Regions from separate parts of the Rattus norvegicus genome. Here region 2 is linked to region 1. The links are chromatin contacts, called in public Hi-C maps. All regions are on one chromosome and are shown on one strand. Each heading gives the region's core, a stretch centred on a gene start, on an enhancer-like site or on the middle of the called end of the contact. The rest is flanking DNA. Distances are from core to core; before and after follow the strand shown. Region 1 holds the start of Gna11 (G protein subunit alpha 11). Region 2 holds the start of Dohh (deoxyhypusine hydroxylase).

Evidence for each region. A called contact is a pair of places that touch in the nucleus more often than the background predicts.
Region 2: a Hi-C map of liver shows a contact between it and region 1, with 2.2 times the contacts expected there. The contact joins the promoter of Dohh here to the enhancer-like site in region 1. A contact is called at or near these places in 3 of 12 Hi-C or Micro-C datasets (frontal cortex, kidney and liver).

The regions. Positions count from the first base shown.
Region 1 is chr7:8,813,559-8,819,818 of GRCr8, reverse strand. It overlaps Gna11 (G protein subunit alpha 11), which reads right to left and starts at 5,534. Exons shown (of 7, transcript NM_031033.2): 1 at 5,167-5,534. The coding sequence starts at 5,302. Within about 2 kb of position 2,373, at least 35 of the 93 cell types and tissues checked have an H3K27ac peak or open chromatin away from gene starts, as enhancers often do. A contact at or near this core is called in liver, where this site is marked.
Region 2 is chr7:8,974,406-8,980,665 of GRCr8, reverse strand. Dohh (deoxyhypusine hydroxylase) reads left to right here and starts at 3,641. Exons shown (of 5, transcript NM_001025006.2): 1 at 3,641-3,796; 2 at 5,837-6,154. The coding sequence starts at 5,881.

The sequences.
Region 1 (6,260 bases), core at 1,124-3,623:
GTTTGCTTGTCCACCTGGTGGAAGGTTTCGTTCAAGATCCTTTTTGGACAGGATTTCACTCTGTAGCCCAGGCTGACCCAGAACTCACAGGTCTACCTGGCTCTGCCTCCTCAGTGCTGGGATCAAAGGCATGCACCACACCCAGGCAGTCTGAAGGTTCAGCCTCCCTGATTTACACCTCTGGAGGGAAGGTGTGGAGCAAACCTGCACTGTGTGTGGGAAGTGTGAAACCAGCGTGTAAGCCGCAGCTGAGAGGTAGAGTACCCACTGGGCACCGAGTCCCAGCTCCAGCACTCCATACACCCGGCTCAGGGGAGAACCTGTCACCCCAGCACCGGCTCCAGGTGGACGCAGGAGACTCAAACTCAAGGTCACCACCAGCTACATAGTGGCTGTGAGCCAGCTCAGGCTACAAGGCAGAAAACAAAACCCTGTTCCTCCTCTAGGCAAGGCCCAGAACCCCTGCAAAGGGCCGGGTCCCCTCCCCTGTAACACTCAATGATGCTTGTCAGGCTCCTGAGTCCACACAGTGCTGTGCCAGTCCCCTGTGTCCACCACATGGCCCTTCCGGACACCTGTGGGCACAAACCAGGTTACTAGGGTGAGTGCAGACCTTGGTATGTCAGCCCTCATTACAGAGCTGTGCTGACACCCATGACAAGGGCTGTCCCCACCAGCCATAGTGTCACTGCCATGCCAGGCCTGGGGTCAGCGCTGTCAATGGTGGGCAGGCCCAACTCTGAAGACAGCTACCCATGGCAGGGGACCACTGCTGACCATGTGGAGCCATGACCTGGAGGATGGCCATGAAGCAACATCACCCTGTCCCCTAGAGTGACCACATTCTGTCACTCAGCCACCCTCAGACCTTGTGGTGACCCAGAAGCCAGTGTGGTCAGTCCCCTGCAGAGGGGGAGTCTGGGGACACCGGCACCACACTGTAATAAAGACAGAGAACCCTTGCAGTTGGCAGCATGACACCCTGAGCACAGATCTAGGGACACTGCTATGGGTACTGGTGTGGAGTCTCCAAGAACACGCCAGAGTGCAGGGCACACTGTAGTGGGTGCCACGCTGCCTTACACACAGCCCATAGCATGTCCCATCCCTCTGGCTGAGGGCCTGTGGGGTTGCCCAGGTTGTCCCTTGTACACAGCAGGCAGTTGATTCCATTGGCCAAAGGGCAGCCCATAAGAACAGCACAGCCCACAGTGTGGGTGCCCTGTGCCAAGCAGGGGCCACAGCATGGGGACAATGGGCGCCTTGATTCCAGCCCAGAAGCATGTTGAGGACAGGTGTGACCATCACACTGGGGGGGGGGGGGGGAGTCCTGGCACAGTGGGTAGAGGGTGGAGATGCTGCACAATGGCCTGCAGGGAACAATCAGGAGCAATGTGCCCAGCACTCACACTAAGAAGAGGCCCGTGTGTGATGGCGCAGCCACCAAGGAAACAGCAAAAACATCCCCAGCAATGAGTGGACACAGGCGCCCCAGCTCTAAAGCCACCTAGCCCTAGGGAAACTGAGGCATGGACCTGCAAACATGGTGGCTACATGGGACAGCGGGGATGCTGAATGGTGAAGCCCCGCCCTGTTCACACTTGGTCATCTACATGCTGTGCACTGTACAGGGCCACGGAATGCAACTCGGCTCCTGCAGACACTCAGCCCTGCCCTGCCTCGGCTGTTATCCCCAGCCTGCTGTCCGTCCCTCCATGACATCTGACTATCCCGGGAACTCCGGGGGACATTGAGTGGCTCCTGAAGGCACCAAGTCAGTGGCCGACAAAGGGCTGACCTCGCTCTCTGTATTCACCATGCCCCTAGGGCCACACAGCCTGTCCGTGGCAGAGCCACCGGTACTGTGTGCCAGCTGGAGCAAGAGGGTCCTCTGTAGAGAAAAAGGCAAACCCATGCAGGTCACCACTGCTCCAGCCACCTTAGACTCAGGATAGGCCTCACCAGAGTAGGGACAGCACTGTACTGGTGGAAACTCCAAGTCCTTAGAGATACAACCTGTTCCCTCCTTTGGAGACAGGGTCTTATGTTGCCCAGGCTGGGCTCAAACTCCCTATATAGCCTGAGATGATCTTGAACTCCTGATCTTCCTGCCTGCACCCCGGCCTGCACCCTAAACACCTGGTTTGTGTGGTGCTGGGGATGGAATACGTCTTGCTAGGAATCAGTTAAGGACCTCATAGGGAGGGGCGGTGCATCCTTGGCCTCTAGGGATGACCTGAAGCCACCAGGGTCTGGAGACAGAAGCAACAAGCAGGGAGCCAGCTGAGGCCTCCTTCCCAGGGCAGAAGTCAGGCCCAACCCTTGGGCCACCCCCGCCGGATCCCCGGCCTTTGGCCGCCCAGCCCACGGGCTCGGGACAGGAAGCTGGGAGCCAACCTCCTGCTTTATTTAGAAAGCCGGGCCCAGCCCTGCCCAGCCTAAGGGACAGGGATTTCCAAGCGAGAGTTCTGGGAGCCTGGCCCCCCAGTGACAGCACTGCTCTGCTCTAGCCTGGAGCCATACAGGGAGGCAGAGGCCCCTAGGGTCTGCAGAGTCTGAGCCACTGGGACGTCTGAACAGCTGTACTGAGTGTGGAGCTGGAATCTGTGTCAGCCGGAAAGGCCGCTCCTGCTAGTCCCATACCATCAATGCTCACTACTTGAGCCACCTGAGTGTCACCCTATACCATCACTGCTCACTACTTGAGCCACCTGAGTGTCACCCTACAGGAAAGGGGCACAAAGTCCTGTGTAGCCTCAGCTCTGAGAACTTGCACTGGCCTCCAGTTAGTTCTGCAGGTTATTTTATATCAGTTACCACCATGGATGGCTCAAGGTGGGGTGTCTAAGCCTGGGTACACTGAGTGATGTCTAGGGATGCAGCTCATTACCCTGCAGTGACCAGGACGCCCACCCTGAGAACAAGCCAGTAGTCAACTGTTTGCCTGGCTGAACACTCTCTCCAGGACACACAGGGACTGGCAGAACAGGACAGAACACAAAACTCCCAGACTGGACCGTTCCTCACAGATGCAGTCCCAGTATGAGGGTGGTGGCTTCAAACCTGGACAAAGAGGTCAGAATCCTGTACACAGAGTGGGGCTCTCCCCGAAGGGACCACTCAGGGTATGTGGCGGGAACCCTGCCTGCTCCGGAGGGCAGGCTCCAGGACAGCAATCCTGGCCTGCTTCCACCTCAGGCAGTGGGGCACAGGGTCTCCACCCTATCCAGACAGCTGATGTGAAATGAGGGACAGTGCGACCGTGAGGCTGCAGGCAGGAGGTTGGAGCAGGTCTCACAGAACCGCCACCCCCAATACCTGGAACAAACAAACTGCCAGAGAACCAAGGTCATGGTCACCTCCTCCAGGAAGCCCTCACAGCAAGACCTGAGCAGTGCCCAAAGCTCACTCCTGTCTCCCTTTATCCTTCTGCTCTTATAAAGTAATTCCCAGACTCCTGTGGAAGGGTGTGACTGCAGACAGGTGCCCTGAGGGCACAGGTGGCAGCTAAGAATCCAATCACCTAGGGTAGAGGCATGGTGCTGTGTGCAGGTCAATGCAAGGCCCTTTAGCTGCTGGTCAGCTTAGCCTGGTCACAGCACAGAGGGCCAGGGAGCACTCCTGAATCCGAGGGGACTTCAAAGCCAGCTTTGGAGACAGAACAGAGCTGGGATGACACATCATTGGGCTCAGTCACCCAATGTCACCCTTACCTGGCAGCTTCTACCACTGAGCCCACCAGAAAGCTGCTGAACCTCTACAAAGGTCAGCTAGGGCCACACTGTGCCCCCTAGATGGCTACCTTGGGGCTACTGCTGTTTGCTCTGGACTGCTCTGTCCTCTTCTTATCCCTCCCTTCCTGGAAATCTGCATAGATTTTGAGGAATCCCACCATGTTGGGGAGAAGGAACCAAGGCCCCATGACCCTGAGAACCACATGGGCCACAGCAACAGAAGAGAACATGTGCTGACCCCTCCCATGGGACAGTTCAACTGTCACTGCCCTCCATCCCTTCTAGTCAAAGGCTCCCACAGTCCTTTCCTCAGGTTCTCCAAGGCCACCCTTTGTCTTGGGTCCCTGGACTGCAGCTCACCAGGGAACTGGGAGGGGCAGGCAGAGCTGCCCAGTCTGTTTTGTAAACCCCCGCAGGGCCCAGGCCACCCTGCCCTCATTTTGGGCTCTTATTTAGGGTGACAACAAGAGGACCTTGGCTCCCTGGCTCCCAGCAACAGGTGGGCCTTGAGGAGTCAGAACTCCAGGGAGTGACAGACATATGTTGAGTTCCCTGGGGTGGGTGGGCTGGGGAGACGACCCCCAGGAGGCAGGACAGGGGAAGGGAGCCTGCAAGGCTGACTGCTGTCAACCTACTGAGCTCAGGCGCAACAGAAGCCCAAAGAAGAAAAGCCACCCACTCTCCTGCACCCAGCTCCAATGTGGAAGAATTCAGAGGCTCTATGGAAGGAACACAGAGGGAGACTGGGGAGTACCCAGGAAAAGAACAAGCCAAGAGCAAAGCAGGACCCTTTGGAGGTTGAGAAGAGGGTGTAACCCTTGGGAACTGTCTTGGGGAACCTGGAAGCCAAAGGGGTATCATGGGGGGCAAGACAGCTTAAAGGGTTCACCCGAGGCGATCTAGGGACAATGGAAATGAGAGTCTACTTAGTGCAGCAGGGCCAGGGGCAAGCTCTGTACAAGAATTCTCAGGAGTGACAGAAAGCAAGTCTCCCAGGGCCCTGGGGTCCGACGTGGCCAACTGGCCTCGGATATCAGAGGCAGGAGGCTGACCCCGAATGAATCCAAGGCCTGGATAACAGAGGCTGGCCACAAAGGGTCGCACAGGCTAAGCCCAGGAGACCACATGGAAGAAGCTGGCCACCACAGGCCCAAGCCACCTGCACCGCTCAGGGTGCAGCAATCCCGGAAGGGCTGACCGCTGCAGGACGCGCTGACCAGTTGCCCCGAGGACACCCGGGGTGGCCCGACCGGCCGTGGGCTGTGGTCTGGAAGGGTCGCGCCCCGCTGTCACCGCGCGCTACTAGCCGGAGACCAGAGACCGCGGCGGGTACAGCGCCCTGCGCGCGCGGAGACCCCGGCAAGGCCCGGATGCCCCGTGCACCCACCGGGTCCCAGTGACAGAGGTCCCACAGCTCGGAGACGTAGCTCACCGAGAAGCAGCAGCTTGAGCTCGCGCCGGGCGTCGCGCTTGTCTCGCCGCAGCTGTTTCTCGATCTCCGCGTTGATGCGCTTCGACTCCTTCACCTCGTCGCTCAGGCAACACGCCATCATGGACTCCAGAGTCATCGTCGCGGTCCCCCGGCCGCCGCCGGCACGGCCCTGCCTCGTCCCAGTTCCCCGAAGGCCTGGCCCGGCCCCAGAGGCGCGTCCACCGTCCGCGCCGTGCAGCGCAGCTGCCGCCGCTGCCGCCACCCGCAGCCGTCGCCACCGAGCGCCGGCGCCCGACGACCTGAAGCGCTGCCACGGGCCCCGCGACGGGCAGGCGGCGCGGCCAATGGGAGGGGCCGCAAGGCTGCGCGCGCGCGCGCCGCAGGGACAGGACTCTAGAATCACCCGGAGGCGGAGCCTCGCTACTCGGGGGCGGGGTCTGGAGGGCGCAGCGCAGGCGCACCTTGGGTTGCGTCGACGTGGGAAGGGGTTGAGCGGCCCGCAGCTGGGCGCGGACGCCGAGCATTGTGGGAATGGGGAGGACTCGGCCGCCCGATTTCGGTTCCTTTCGGGAAGCGAAGCTCTTCTCGGCTCGGGGAAGTGCCGCTCGGCTACACTCGGCTCTTTTCGGCACGGGGAGGCACCGCTCGGTTGCTCTCGGTTGCGCTCGGCTCCTCTCGGCTCCTCTCGGTTCCTCTCGGCTCCCCGAAGCTGTGCAGGGAACGCGAGGCGAGAAGAGAGTCTGCAATTTTCGCCTGGAGGGAGCGCCCACAGAAGCCATCACCGCCTGTGGATGTGAGAAAACGCCCTGACTAGGGTCGCTCATCTATTCCTTTTTAAAATTTTAAATATTATTTATTTAATGTATATGGCTGTCTTCAGACACACCAGAATAGGGAATCAGATCCCATTACAGATGGTTGTGAGCCACCACGTGGTTGCTGGGAATTGAACTCAGGCCCTTTGGAAGAGGACAGTCAGAGCTCTTAACCACTGAGCCATCTCTCTAGCCCTCGCTCATCCATTCTTAAGCAGGCCTGTCCTACTGTATACAGTGCAGCACTCGCCGAATATCACGCAAGTAACAAGTATGAAC
Region 2 (6,260 bases), core at 2,392-4,891, 160 kb before region 1:
CTGGACCCTTACCTACACCATTAGCTCCATACAAACCAGGCAGCGTGGAGGTCATGAGTCATCTCAGAACTGGGAAATGGAGCCAGAAGGATCAGGAGCTCCACATGGGCTGGGTTAACGGCGCAGGGATTCTGTAACATTGGCTCTTGCAGAGGACCCGGGTTCAACTCGCAGCAGCCACGTGGCAACTCAAAACCGTCCATAACTCCAGGGGAACTGGATGTGGTGATGGAGAAGCCTGCACCAGCCTGCTGGGGGTGCACAGATGATGCCCCCAGGTAGCAACTTGCAGAGCACCTGCAGGCCCTGGGGTCCACCGAACGTGTGCAGGGAGATCTCAGCAAATGCATGGCTACAGGCCAGCCTGTGTGGGCTGCAGAGGGGCACAGCCCTCACCACCTGGCTCTGGCGTCAAAACATAAGTAGATGAAAAATTGTATTAAATTTTGAGGTGTGGGCAGTGGCACAGTGGGTAACATGTTTGCTCTGCAAACATGAGACAGGAGTTCAGATTTCAAGTCACGGGGCCAGTGAGACCAAGCTAAGGAACCTGAATTCAATCCTCAGAACACACACAGTGGAAAGAGGAGCTGACTTCTGCACATGGCACCTTGGCATATGCAATCTGCCCATAAATGTAAAAATAAAATGATAACAGAGCCAAGCAGCCAATCTCAGTGACACAGGCTTGTGATCCTACAGGGCCCTGGAGCAGGAAGAGACATAGGGGTCATTTCAACAACAAACCCCACTTTTCTCTTTGTTTTGTTTTCAGATCAGGGGTTACTGTTTTTAGGCCTGGCTGTCCTGCATTCACTTTGTAGACCAGGCTGACCTCAAAGTTAAGAGCCTGCCTTTGCCTCCGAGTGCTGGGATTAAAGGTGGGGTGTCCACTGCTGGGCTAACAAAACTGTCTTGTCTTTACAAAGACAGGGGTGATGGAGCCACAAGTTATCCACTACTAGCTAACCAACACGAGCTGGTGAAGCAGAAAAACTCCTCTGAGGGGAGACGGGCCTGTAGCCTCACGGATGATGGACTTATCACCACCACCGAAAAGCTGCTGAAGTCATCGTTTCTGGGTCCTGGGCAGTATTTTTTGGTATCAGTTACTCCCAGGGCGGCCTCGGCAGTACGCCAAGGTCTGGCACACCAGCCTCATTCTGAGTTCATATCTGCTTCCTACACCCCTGGGTCCATCCCTTCCCATTGGCTGGTATGGGGGGCTGGATCACACCTGGTATCACCCGATCCTGCGATCTGCTCCAGCAACCACAGCCTTTCCTGAAGCTGTAAACATTCGTTGGCGCTGTGCCTTGTGGCAAAGGTACCAGTGCTGTCTGTTCCTGCGGCCATGTTTGTTATTTATTCTATGCATGTGCCGGGCATGGATGGAGGCATTTCTTCAAGCTCTCTGTCTTATGTTTTGAGAACTGGTCTCTCACTCGACCTGGGGCTCACCCATTGGAGCAGGCCGGTGGGCCAGTGTGTTCCTGGCATTCTCCTGCCTCCGCACACACCTCACCTGGGAAAGCCAGCTTTCAGAGCCCACAGGATGTAGGTGGACATTTGTGATCTGTGGTCCCAGGACTCAGGAGCAGTGTCCCATGTTGGAGGCCAGCCCTGGTCTGCAGAGCAAGATGCTGGTCTCAACAACAAGCATCCAAAGGAAAAATCCAACCAAGAAATGAGAAGGTGCATCTGGGCCTGGCAGTGCCAACTCCACTGTGCTTTCCCACCCACACTGCTTGCCCATGGAGGACTGTCTATAAAAGAGCTGCAGCTCAGCGTGGATGGGGTTTTCACTGATATTTTAAGGCAGGTTTTTACTGTATAGTTCTAGCTGGAACTTGTGTAGACCTGGCCTCGAACTCACACAGCTCCACCTGCCTCTGCCTCCCAAGTGCTGTGATTTAAAGATGTGAGGCAGCGTGCCCAGTTATTAAATGTTTTAAAAATTAATTTCCGGGGCTGGAGAGATGGCTCAGTGGTTAAGAGCATTGACTGTGGGCTGGAGAGATGGCTCAGCGGTTAAGAGCACTGACTGCTCTTCCAGAGGCCCTGAGTTCAACTCTCAGCAACCACATGGTGGCTCACAACCATCTGTAAAGGGATCAGATGCCCTCTTCTGGTCTGAAGACAGCTACAGTGTACTTGTATGCGTAAAATAAATAAATCTTATAAAAAAAAAAAAAAAGAGCATTGACTGTTCTTTCAGAGGTCCTGAGTTCAATTCCCAGCAACCACATGGTGGCTCACAACCATCTGTAATGGGATCAGATGCCCTCTCCTGGTGTGTCTGAAGACAGCTACAGTGTATTCACATTCATAAAATAAATAATTCTTAAAAAAATTCATTTCCAGTCTAATGTTCATTTTACTTTGTATTTTTGGGCATATGCATTGTGTATTTTGGGGCTGGAGAGATGGCTCAGTGGTTAGAGCACTGACTGCTCTTCCAGAGGTTCGGAGTTCAAATCCCAGCACCCACATGGTGGCTTGCATTGTGTATTTTTATCCTGTCTACTCACATTTGCATTTTCTACATTTATATACATGTATCATACAAGCCTATATAATAACAGGCTTCCTTCCAGGTAGCATTCTGATAATACACAGCCTATTTTTGTCTTCATTTTTATTTTTAAGACATTTTTACCACAAATTAATTCTGTGATAATGGACTTCATGGGACTGGAGACATGCTCAGTGGTCAAGTGTACTGGCTGCTCTTCCAGAGGACCCAGGTTCAGTTCCCAGCCACCCACATGGTGACTCACAACTCTCAGGGGATCTGAAGCCCTCACATAAACACACGTCCAGGCAAAACCCGTGCATGTAAAATAAATCGTTAAAAAATTAGTGAACTTCATGATATTTATTTCCACACACATATTTAAAAAAAATTTTTTTTTGGTTCTTTTTTTCGGAGCTGGGGATTGAACCCAGGGCCTTGCGCTTCCTAGGCAAGCGCTCTACCACTGAGCTAAATCCCCAACCCCTAAAATTTTAAACTTCGATTTTATGGTCATGTCACTGCCATATAGCCTGTGGCTCCCCAGGATCGAACTCATGTCCTCAAATTGACTGCAAGTGCCCTCACTGCTGAGATTGCTCAGAACTCCGGAGCTCAGAACTGAACCCAGGGCCTAGGCAAGCGCTCTACCACTAAGCTAAATCCCCAACCTCTTGTTTTTTTTAATATTTATGTGAGTACACTGTAGCTGTCCTCAGACACACCAGAAGAGGGCGGCATCAGACCCTATTACAGATGGTTGGTCGTTGGAATTTGAACTCAGGACCTCTGGAAGAGCAGTTTGTGCTCTTAACCACTGAGCCACTCTCCAGTCCCAGAACTCCTATTTTATTTCTTTTTCTCCATTTGTTTGGTCCCACAGACCTCTGGCCGCCGCCTTCTAGAACACCGCCACGCCTATTAGAACCTGCGCACGTTCTGTGGGGATCGTCGCTGTTGCTCTTTGAATAGGATAATACCATTTTCTTTTCTCTATGGGGGAAAGTCGGAAAGACTTCTTCCGGAGGAAAACCGGAAGTCGCTTCTCCGGCTTTTAGGACAGTCCCGAGGCGTCGCTGCCGTATCGCTCTGTCTTTGAACACCCCTAGTCGCGGCGATGGTTCCGCCCCGTCTGATCACGTGGCCACCAAGATGGCGGCGCCCAGCGGACGGTGCGCGAGGTTCGTCAGCTGACTTGTTCTCGGAGCTGTGGCCGCGACCCGCTTCTACCTGTCCCGAGTGACCAGAGCTCAGTGACCAGTCCTTATAGTCGAAAGCAGGGTAAGCAGTGCCGGAAGTGCCTTCGGGGAGCTTCCGTTCTGAGGTACTCTCTGCCCGGGCGCGCAGGGATTGCCGGTGTGGGGACGTCAGGGCACCGTCAGGGTTTCCGAAGGGAATTGGACGACTTTGCCCTTTTTTACTTGCGTATTTGACACAGGGTATCATGTAGCCCAGGCTAGCCTCCAACACACTGTGTAACTACGAATGGCCCCGAACTCTAGCCTCTTCCTATCCGGTGCTCAGGTTTGCCGCCTGTGAGGGGCTTGCCAGATGCTAGGGTGAACTGGGGCTTCGTGCAGGCCCGGCCCGCGCGTAATCACTCAGCCTAAGTATTTGGGGACAAGATCTCCTGGGACCGGTTATCTTCCTGGTCAGCCTCCTCTTCTCGGGCCTGCCCAGCCCTGGAGCCTTTTTGAATTAGAGGGAAGCCCCATACTTCTAATGGGCCGCACTCTTGGACCCACAAGATATTTGGTCTCCTCTGTTGTTGATATAGGTAAATCGGGAGGTGGTCTTTTTTTTTTTTTTCCCCGGAGCTGAGGACCGAACCCAGGGCCTTGGGCTACCACTGAGCTAAATCCCCAACCCTGGGAGGTGGTCTTACTGCCGCACAGTGGCTGCCAGTTCCGGTGGACCTGCTTCATGTTTGTTGATTAATTCCATTTTCAAGGTGTGACTGTCTTTTTTTTTTTTTTTTTTTTTTTGGTTCTTTTTTTCGGAGCTGGGGCCTTGCGCTTCCTAGGCAAGCGCTCTACCACTGAGCTAAATCCCCAACCCCAAGGTGTGACTGTCTTATGGGGTCCATGGTGAGGCAGTCATACCTGCCTCATTAAACCCAGGGCCCGAGGATGACACTAGAGCCCAGAATGCCTTCTAGTTTACCACAGCCTGTTAGTCCAGTGTGTTATGTATGCGTCTGCTGTCGTCTTTACTAGTGTTTAGCTGGCTGACAGGGTCGCGCCCTCTTGTACGTCTGGTTCCACTTAATTCATCCGGGAAAGAAAACACCTGTCATTGTGGGTGTGCTATCCTGCGTGGGGTCACGCACAGGGTAAAAGCTGTGCAAAGTCAGGAACAGGAAGAAGTTCAGAGGGAAGAGAGGAAGGACGAAGTGTATCCCAATGGGATTTGAGGGCTACAGGGAAGCCCCAGTAGTAAGGTGTTGAGAGTCACTCTGGGCAGGGATGAGATCCATTTTACAACTGACAGAGTTTCTAGATCATCCGAGCTGTCCTGAAGGAATGCATTCTCAGTTTCAGGGTTGAGTCCAGGAGGGGAGGTCACTGGTTGGGGTGGGGAGATCCCTCCCAATGGGGAACATGATTTAGGGCTAGGTCTGCATGCCCAGGGCCTGACTTCTGTTCGTGCCTCTCTGGGCAATGTGTGGAGCTTGTGGCAGATACATAGGGGAGAAGCCATTGAACCTGAGGCCCAGAGACAGAAAGTAACTTACTTGAACTGCACAGCAAAAACCATGGGCCGCTCTGGATTGTGAAGCCGATGCCAAAAACCAAGATGGCCTTGAAGAGTGCTCTGCTCACCCCCACCCCCACACACACCTTGGTGGAGGGTGGTGGATGTGGAGAAAGTTCTGTGGACTGGAACTCGGGATCCTTCTGTCTTAGCCCTGGGGCTGGAACGGCAGTTATGTAGGTGTGTTCCATAGCATGGGTCTTCTCCTTTTTTTTTTTCTTTAAGATTTATTCATTTATTATATATGAGTACACTGTAGCTGTCTTCAGATGCACCAGAAGAGGGCATCAGATCTCATTACAGGTGGTCATGAGCCACCATGTGGTTGCTGGGAATTGAACTCAGGACCTCTGGAAGAGCAGTCAGTGCTCTTAACCGCTGAGCCATCTCTCCAGCCTGGGTCTTCTCCTTCTTTTTTTTTTTTTTTTTTTTTTTTTGGTTCTTTTTTTCGGAGCTGGGGACCGAACCCAGGGCCTTGCGCTTCCTAGGTAAGCGCTCTACCACTGAGCTAAATCCCCAGCCCCTCCACTGAGCTAAATCCCCAGCCCCCTCCTTCTTTTTCTACAGCAGGTTTTTACTGCTGAGGACCTGGACCCGCTGGGAGGCTTGCCATGGTAACAGAACAGGAGGTAGAGGCCATAGGGAAAACCCTAGTGGACTCCACGCAGCCCCTGCAGGCCCGCTTCCGTGCCCTGTTTACCCTGCGGGGACTTGGTGGCCCCGATGCTATCTCCTGGATCAGCCGAGGCTTTGAGGACAGCTCTGCCCTTCTGAAGCACGAGCTAGCCTACTGCCTGGGCCAGATGAGGGACCCACGAGCCATCCCTGTGCTGGTGTCCGTCCTACAGGACAGGAACCAGGAGCCCATGGTGCGTCATGAGGCAGGTGAGTAAGAGCAGCCCAGTGGTGTGTTCATGTCTGTCCCTGGGGCACGGCTGGGTGCAGCTTCAGGGAGGTCCTGCGGAAGATGGGAGCCCCGCACAGGGCTATG